Regions from separate parts of the Ovis aries genome. Here region 2 is linked to region 1. A link is a contact called in public Hi-C data. All regions are on one chromosome and are shown on one strand. The core of a region is the stretch at or near the end of the contact, and the rest is flanking DNA. Distances in the headings are between cores, read along the strand shown.

The links. Hi-C and Micro-C count contacts between places; a contact is called where the count stands out from the background.
Region 2: a Hi-C map of tail adipose tissue shows a contact between it and region 1, with 5 times the contacts expected there. The contact joins two enhancer-like sites. A contact is called at or near these places in 7 of 16 Hi-C or Micro-C datasets (hypothalamus, liver, mesenteric adipose tissue and 3 more).

The regions. Positions count from the first base shown.
Region 1 is chr22:32,216,694-32,221,415 of ARS-UI_Ramb_v3.0, reverse strand. It overlaps GPAM (glycerol-3-phosphate acyltransferase, mitochondrial), which reads left to right. Exons shown (of 21, transcript XM_012102928.5): 21 at 1-1,512. Among named protein-coding and RNA genes, the nearest start is that of GPAM, 70 kb to the left of the region's middle. Within about 2 kb of position 1,990, at least 3 of the 54 cell types and tissues checked have an H3K27ac peak or open chromatin away from gene starts, as enhancers often do.
Region 2 is chr22:32,376,438-32,380,954 of ARS-UI_Ramb_v3.0, reverse strand. It overlaps LOC101117809 (guanylate cyclase 2G-like), which reads left to right. Exons shown (of 18, transcript XM_042239085.2): 10 at 132-321; 11 at 1,725-1,850; 12 at 3,134-3,326. Among named protein-coding and RNA genes, the nearest start is that of TECTB, 31 kb to the right of the region's middle. Within about 2 kb of position 2,129, at least 3 of the 54 cell types and tissues checked have an H3K27ac peak or open chromatin away from gene starts, as enhancers often do.

The sequences.
Region 1 (4,722 bases), core at 741-3,240:
AAGTGAATGGCTTTCACATAAGATTAAACGAACTAGGTGCTTGTAAATAATTTATTACCGTTTCCTGCATTTCTATAATACTGAAATGCATGCCCTCCAGGGGAAGACAGACTGTGAGTTGAGTTTAAAAGCAAACCAAAAGCCCCAATAATAAGCAATATGGAGCTACACTCTTTCAAAATGAGAAAGTCCTAAGAAATTCAAAAGAGAAGAAGGCACTTTTGCTCCTAAGAGAAAAGGAAGGAAGTAGCGTGAGGTGTGTAGAACTCGTGACAGAGAAAGGGCTACGAGTCTGCGCAGCCTCATGAAGTCACAGGGCGAGTGGGGAAAACGCATCAGGGACCGCAGTGAATGTAAACTCCGATTGTGGAATTTCCAGTCTGAGGAGCAAACCATTTCCCAGAGTTCTGCGTGTGTATGAGTGCTCTGTGAGATGTTCTTAGGTGTTTTATAGAAAAAGTGTTGCTGGTAAAATTAATTTGCACATGAAGCCTCATTCCTAGAAACTCACAGTGCGCTTTAGCACAGTAAGGGCTCAGGGCCTGCCGGTACCAAGCCTGTATTAACCCAGCATTTCCCAATCTGTGCGACCCCAGAGCCTTTTTCCCCTTTGGAACACCCCTATGGACCTCTCCGGAGGTTCACAGAAAACATTTTGGGAAACACTATGTTATGTATTTCTGTAAGAGGACAAGGCAGTAACTGCCTGGTGGCACAGAGGCATGTCTGCATGGATTTCGTATGCTCAAACATTGTGTTTAATGGATGTATACGTCCTCCCCTGGAGACAATAAGCACAGAAAACTATCGTATAGGTGGTCAGAGCTCTTTGATGAAAGATCAGCCCTCAATGTGTCTGGGTTTTTAACTGAAAGGAGCAAAATTAACACTAGGATTAATTAGGGTAAAAAAATTAAGATTTTAAGTCAGACCTAAGCAGAAGATTTTGCACAATCAAATGCAGCTTTTTATCCACAAATAGTTCTAGTGTTTAGAAATGATAGGACCCACCACTGAGGTTTATAAGACTTAATTTGGATGTAAATGTTTTTTAAACCACTCTTTTTAGGAACTTGAGACTTGGCATCCGGCATTTCAGTTTAATACAAAAATGATGGCATTTGAAAGAAACTTTTGACTTTATTTCTAAACATCTAAAGTTCTGAGATGCCTTGATGGAAGGTGTTAAACTGTTTGCCTGTTGTACAAAGAAATGTTAGATTGTTGTAAAAAGGTTGATTATGAAGTACCATAAAATAGCATGGTGTGATGCTGTGAATGAACTGATTTGGAAATGTGGATTGAATTTTACGCCTGTTAATATACTGTAAGAAGCACAGAGGTGTAGCTTTGTTTTAATAAACCAAAAAGTGAATATATTCTTCATGTTTTGTATCTGTCGTTAAAAGTTCCCTACATAATTCGTTATACAAACACTTCTTGTTTCACTTCACATAGACCATGATTAAAATGCTTATAGGAAACAATCTTAAATAAATTTGTGAACCTGCAGTGCATGAGTTTATTATTGAGCCAGAGCTCTTCGAATTTGATCAAGCATTTGGGTTTGTAAATATCTACAGCTTAGCTACTGCCCTTCTCAGTAAATATTCACATCACAGAAATATTCTTTGGGTTTCTGTGACTATTCCTTTAAACATGGTGCTTCTGTCCTTCTAATATGTTTAAGTTTATAAAAGTATGAAGTTTTTCCCACTAGTTCATAATAGTTGCTCAAAATAGTTTACTTTTTTGACAAATAGGACAAGTTCTTTATTGGAGCGCTGTTTTCAGTGGATGCTTTGGATTGCTCAGATGCAGCCTTCTGTCAACAGTGTGCCCCCTGGAAAGGGTGTTCAGTGGGTGCCTGGCGACACCATCCATGCCCTTGGGGTGCATGACAGCACATGATGGAGCTGTGAACCCGAGCAACACCCAGGGCCATCCCATCTGTTCTGTGCCAGCCCCTCTGTCTGAACTTTGTACTTTGGCCCCTTTGGTCTCCTCTGGGGTGTTGTTGCCATGACTTTGCCCTCACCCTTGGGTGTACTTGTTCTTTCCTTTGCATTAGCAACTTTCTTTTTGCTGCCAAATATGGCCTTCACTTGATCAAAGCAAAATGCCTCCTTTTACAGCCACTTGTTGTTTTTAACTGGATATTAATTTTGAAGCCTGGTCTTTTCATGTTTAGTCCAGTATTCACTGATTTTAGTCCTGTTTATTCCCTTTTTAAACACCTTACCGTCTGTCTGGTACACACACAGCTAGTAAAATTCTAACCTCCAAATACAAAGCATTGTGTTGTCCACAGCACCTGGGATGTCCACAGGATGGCCATTATTAGCCATCTCTGTAGATGCCAGCAGAGCTCCTGCACTTTGTGACTTGTACCAGAAAGCTTGGCATCTGGATGGTTCTCAGCCCTCAATCTAGGAAAAGGAAGACTTGTCAAAGTTGTGTTCTGTGTGTGGGTTTTATATGGCCTTTCAGATCAGTTTTTATTCTTTTTAAAGAAAAGGAATATAGCAGAAAGAGCATGGGGCCTGGGGAACAGAATTTAAAGGATTGACTGGCTCTCTTGGCGCATGCTGGAAGCCTCTGAGCTAGTCACCTCACCCCAGTGAATTTGGGTGTCCTCTGTGTTGTATGGGGACACCTGGATTTTGATGAAGTGAGGTGGAATGAATGCAGAAGTGTTTTGTAAACTTAAAAGTGTTGCAACTGTGTGGTATTTGTTTTCTCCCGTTCGTATTTAGGGTTTCCCTGGTGGGTCAGATGGTGAAGAATTGATCTGCAAAGCAGGAGACCTGGATTCAATCCCTGGGTGGGGAACATCCCCTGGAGGAGAGCATGGCAACCCACTCCAGTGTTCCTACCTGGAGAATCCCATGGACAAAGGAGCCTGGCAGGCTACATTCCATGGGGTCGCAAAGAGTCAGCCAAGACTAAGTGACTAACACTTTCACCTTCATTTTCATTTCATATTTAGGAAAGAAAATTTAGCTCTGAAAGGGAACTTGGAAGTCACCTAGTATTCGGCACTCATGTTTTACAGAAGAGAATACCACTGGTGCTCACGTAGTAAGTGACGACAGAATCTAGAACAGAAGCAGCATTGTTTGACACTTCAGTCCTATAACCACCAACCAAATGAAAAAGCACAAGAAAATAAAATGATCAAGTCCCATCCAGTGAAGCAGGACAATCCTTGTGTTTGGTGTGGAACTTGGCAAATTACATAAGGATGTGAAAATGGAAGGAAGTTAATTGGCTCCCGCAAAACAATGTGTTGGGCATGCTGGTACCTGGGACTTACTTGTGGGTACAGAGTTGGGCCTGATGCTCAGCACTTTCTATGTATCATCTTGATCCTCTAGGGTTGGTACCATTAATTAGCTCCATCTTACCACAGATGAAACTGAGGCTCAGGGTGAGGCAGTTTGCTGAAGGCTCTGACAAGGCAGAGTTCAGATTTGTTCCCCATCATAGTGACACAGGTTTTCCTGGGTTTGTAAATTCTGCCCTTGTCCTGGAACAAATGACAGGCTCAGAGGAATAAGGCAGAAAGCAGAATGTCCATCCGGGTTGGGGGGAAAGAATGTAAGGATTCTCTTCCTTCATCCCACCTAATTTCATCTTTAAAAGTCCATCGTGAGGGTGTCCCTGTACAGTTCAGAGAGCAACCACATCACTCGGGTGATGTGTCCAGCTCAAAGGATTTCTCAGAAGCTCTCATTTGCCCAGAGTTAAGCAGGAGGAGAGTTTCTGAGGTTGAAAAGATGGCTAGAATTTGTGACCATTTGCTGTGAATTTGTCACAATGCAGAGCCAAAATTCAGCAATGGTTCCGAGGGGATCACGGAGAGGAGATCATTGGTTGGTTGCAGAGCTATATCTCAGCAATAGGAGGTTCCTCACCACCCCCCCCCCCTTCCTTGGAATGTCCATGCTGCTTACTATTCCCATGCTGGCAGCTGTGACAAGGATGTGACCTCCAGAGAGTAAGATGCTGTCAAGACCAACTGAACTGAGTGAATACGTGACTGAACCCAGTTAAAGCCTCTAATGTAACTTAAGATTCTGGCCCATGGGGGTGGAGATCCACTCATCTTGTGCTGCCCGTGACAATCTTCATAGATAAGTTCTCTTGCTTGCTGAGCCTGCCACCTACCGATTGGCGGTCTGCTCCTTCCCCTGTTCTCTCCTTGCTCTCTGTGTACGGGGCCCAGTTTGCAAACCAACAGTGTGATAGTATTTTTATGATCATGTGGGCCTGGTACCATGCTGATCATGTAGGAGGGATCCTAGAGACCCTAAGAGGAAAGTGAATGTAAGCAGTTTCTCGAGGTCGTGTTGCTGGCAGGCTGTGGGGCTGGTTTCCAAGCATGATCTTCAAAACTGTGTTGTACAAGTGTAGAGGCACTCAGGCTTCTCTGAGGGTCCATGTCCAGAAAAGAGAATAAATAATATTGGAACAGGATCTGGAGATGGCGTTTCTTTGATGGGTTTCGAACACAGAACAGACTGGCTGGGCTTGCTCTGAAGTCTTCAACTATGTTCGCTGAGTTGGAAAATCTCTGCCTGTTGTGCAGAAAGAGGAAGAGGCAGTTCCAGCCTGGCCTCGCTCATTGCAGACTCAGTCCTGGCCCCTCCACCTGGAGTCAGGAGCTGTCCCCTCCCTCCAGGACACTGCATGAATCACTGCTAAATCTGCAATCCTGAG
Region 2 (4,517 bases), core at 880-3,379, 160 kb before region 1:
TGAAATTTTAACCTGTTTGATTTGCTTAAAAACTGAATTTGTAAATTTGAAAACACCTCTGTTTAAAGTGAAGTGTCCTCAATGGCCCAAAGTTCAGGCATTGAGCTACCTAAACTCCAAATGGATTTCAGAAATCATCCACCGAATCAAGGACCCTACGGCCTCCGAGCCACATCGACCTTCCCTATCGGAGGAGGAGGGAAATGAAATTACGGTGGTCATGGTGAAGGCATGCTGGGATGAATCTCCAGAGAAAAGGCCCACTTTCTGTTCCATCAAGGTTTTACAGGAAGCCTGTCCGGAGGGTGAGTTAGGTGTGTAGCAGAGGTTCTCTCCTAATTATTGAACCATCAGAATTTTAAAGCTCCGTGACTATGACTGATTCTGTGTGCCTCCCTCCCTCCCTCCCTTCCTTTTCTTCCTCCATCATATACTCATTCAGTGCCCATCATATACAAAGCGCTGTGCCACGTGCTGGCTGAAGTCTAGTGGCAGATCCGCCCTTTATTCCATAAACGACATAAACAAGGATCAGACTTTCATTGCCCTCCTTTGTCCACCCCAGATACTGCTTATCAATCAAGACTCTCCTTCCCAAGGAGTTCTGATATGACCTCAGAATCTTTTTCAAGCCAGCATTCCAGGGGGTTATGACTCATTCACTGGGACTAGATGGTAGGATAAAAAAAAAACTATTCACCGAACTTAGAGTAGGTTATCGACTTTAATTATTCATGCCTCTTGAATAGTTTTCTCAGTAGTGGCTTCACATGAGGGTCACTGTGTCATCTTTTGGCTCGTTGAATGTCAGAAGGTACAGCCTTTGAGAAGTAGCTGGAGTTGATAGATGCCCGGGTAGGAGTCGGGCATTTACTCCTAATTTGGCCATTCCACTGTACGTTCTTAACAGAACAGCCCTGTGTTCTGCATTCTCCATATCAAAATAGTTTGAAATAGTAGGTTTCAGGTCAGTGAATACTTTTTACTTAGGAAATAGGGTCGTCAATGTTAAGGTAAGTGTATTTCCTATAAGAGCCTCAGTCTCCTCATGTGAAAGATGAAAAATTTATTTGATTACTCTGAAGATGCCTCTAAAACAAGAGCCTAAAATAAATAAATTTATATTTTAAAAAGTAAAATAAAAAAATAAAATCATTCCTATGCACCTCAAAAAATAAATAAATAAATAAAACAAGAGCCTATGGGATCTAGAAATGCCCCTGATATCTGTCACCAGAAAAGAAAACGTCTGGTATTGCCATCTGAAGAGAAAAGAACAACTCATCCTGAAACCTACATTTCTGCACGCCCGTGACAATGACATGAAACATGTAGGGAAGAGTGGTGTGGGGAGGGCAGTGAAAGCTGCTGTTTGTTCAGTGCCTGCTGAGTAGCAGACACAACCCTAGTACTCACTGCCTCCCTGAATTTTCTGAAGGACCCTGTGAAGTATGTATTATTATCCTCATGTCTCAGATGAAGAAACTGAGGCTGGAAAGAAGCAGGCAGTTCAAGATCACAGGGCTGGTAAAGGACAGACTGTCCTGCCACGTGCCTATGGCCACTGGCTTTTCACTGCTGTCCATTGGCAGCCCTTGAGGATGAAAGCTTAAGGGCAAGACCTGCTGTCTCGGAATGTATACTTGGATGCTGTGTTCCACTGTGGCCCTAAAGTTCTTGGACAAAGAACTCTGGGTTCTTTTAAAGCTGCGTGAGTGTACTAGAGACAGTGTGGTAAGCAAGATGGAAGTGTACGCCAATCACCTGGAGGAGGTGGTGGGAGAGAGGACTGACCAGCTGCTGGCCGAGAAGAGGAAAATGGATCAGCTTTAGTCCACAATACTGCCCAGGTATTCTAAAGTTCCGGGGGCCTTGACAAAAGAACCAGCAAGCAACACCATTGCTATTTAAGGAGGTCCCACATGGAGAGACAATTTCCTTTGTTCTTTTCTTAAGAGACTGTTAGGCTCTTCTAAAATGGGTCAAGCATTCTGTGTGTAATTTGGTACATTTTGTAAAGGGAGACAGAAGCAAATGCCCTCTAATCCACAGGAATTACAGAATATAGATCTGTAAAAGATGGAATATAGTGAGTGCAGCAATAGGAGGATACCACTAGATGGCGCTCTGGCTTCATGAGTCCGATGAGGCTGCTGCTGCTGCTAAGTCGCTTCAGTCGTGTCCGGCTCTGTGCGACCCCATAGACCGCAGCCCACCAGGCTCCCCCGTCCCTGGGATTCTCCAGGCAAGTGTGCTGGAGTGGGTTGCCATTTCCTTCTCCAATGCATGAAAGTGAAAAGTGAAAGTGAAGTCGCTCAGTCGTGTCCGACCCTTCCCGACCCCATGGACTGCAGCCCACCAGGCTCCCCCGTCCCTGGGATTCTCCAGGCAGGAGTACTGGAGTGGGTTCCATCGCCTTCTCCGCATGAGTCCGATACTCTCGGTCTATTCAGATTATTGTTCAGTCGCTGAGTCGTGTCCCACTGTTTGGGACGCCTGGGACTGCAGCACACCAGGCTTCCCTGTTCTTCACTATCAGATTATTTATATTATACGTCTGTCCAGATACTTTGCACAATACGCACTACTAACTTCAGATTCAAAACTTGGCTTCGCTTTTGGCTCTGTTATCACCTGGGCACTCTCTGAACACTCGACAGAGCATCTGCTGTTAAAATTCCTGTACCCTTCCCTGTGTCTTGACAAAAAAAGGGGGTTGGCGATTTGAATGTGTTGATGTGAGATTGGTTGACAGAAGCAAAAATGTTAATTAATGAATTGATGAGTGTTTACAATTGTTTCCACATCTGCAGGCTGAGTCTTTCTAATCAACTCTATAACCAGTAGGGGAAAATGCAGTTCCCTCAGGGAGAAAATCTTTTTGAAAAGGCATTTATGTGACCTGCTTCTCACCCCTCCCCGAATTTATACCTACCAATTAAAAAATCTCTTTAGAGAAAATGCAGGCTGGGAGATGGGTGTCAGAAAATTCCCTCTAGATGATGGATTCTTGTTAACCAAAAATCCAATGCACTGAAGCAAAAAAGGTCTACCAAGGGAGACTTTGTAGGGATGTGTAGGAGGCAATATAAATAAGATACTATTGGAAAACATCCTTATTCTCTGTTTTCAGCTTCACTGGAGAACAGCTTATAGCAGGAAGGTCCGTGGAACCAGAGCATTTTGAGTCCGTGACAATCTTTTTCTCTGACATTGTTGGATTCACAAAACTCTGCTCTCTCAGCTTCCCCCTGCAAGTTGTGAAGCTCCTTAATGAGCCGTACAGTTTATTTGATCACATCATTAAAACCTGTGACGTGTATAAGGTGAGACACCCGGTTTCCTGGGTCATGGGGGCACACATGACCCTTGTAGCTGTCCCCCCGGGCAAAAATGAAGATGAATTCAGACCAAGACATCAGTCAGGAAGAAGGCTCTATCTCAATTCATGGCAGAAACTCAATATTTGATTCTTGTTTGTTTTCTTGGAAAAGGGCTTGATTCATCACAGATGTAGGTGCTTGTCAAGAATCATCAGCTGTTCCCTCTGTTTCCTTCCATTATTTTATCTCACAGTAAACACATTTCTCAAACAGGCATTGACCTTCTACTGGCTAATTCCTCCAGTTCCCTCCTGAATATTTCTTTTTCATATTCAGAGAGGCTCACATTTACTCTCCTTTAAAGACTGTCTTTGAATCCGGTGTGTCTCACTTCTATTACTGTGATCCTTAGCAATTCAAGCTTAGATTATCAGACTCATGACTAAAGGTTAGATAGCAACTACCTGACTAGTACTATTACTCTGGAGATGTATGAACAAGGTCACCTAGAATGAAAGATGAGTTTTGCAGGGGAAGAGAACAAGAGCTGGCGGTTTGACTTCATTCATTAATGACAAGGCCACTTTATATGTTTTCTGGTGGGGCCAGATGATGACTCCAGGATGCCCATGTTCACACGCACCAGGTGGGCAGCCACAAGCTCATCAGCTCTGACCTCTTATGGCAGGGCTCTCTGCCTATGGTCCTGGATCAGGAAGGGGCAATGTAATCACGTCCTCTGGCAACACATCCTCAGTGGTATTCCCCCAAAGTTCCCCAGCGATGTAGCCCCAATTCAAGAGTGGATAGAAAGATAGTACAGACAGTCACAAAGAGCAGATCATATTCACCCAACAAAAACAGAAGCTGCTCTGCTTAGAAGATGCTCCTCTGGGATTGCCTTGTAGCGTTTTCTTCTCGGCTATGCTTTGCGTGAACTAATCAGTTTGTATTTCTAAAGGATGTGCCCAAGGTGGGGTGAGGTAGCCTAGAAGCAGTTTGACTTGTGTGCTTGTTGATTTTGGGTAATTTCAGTGTCACCAGGAGGCAGACATGTTCTTACTGCCTGGCTAAGGCCTGAAATTTCACCTTTACCATCATCGCTGGAATCTGCTGAAATGCAGATGGATCTGAAAGGAGCTGTAACTTTATACTTATGCTTGTCATTTATTATCTCTTGTGGATGAAGGATCT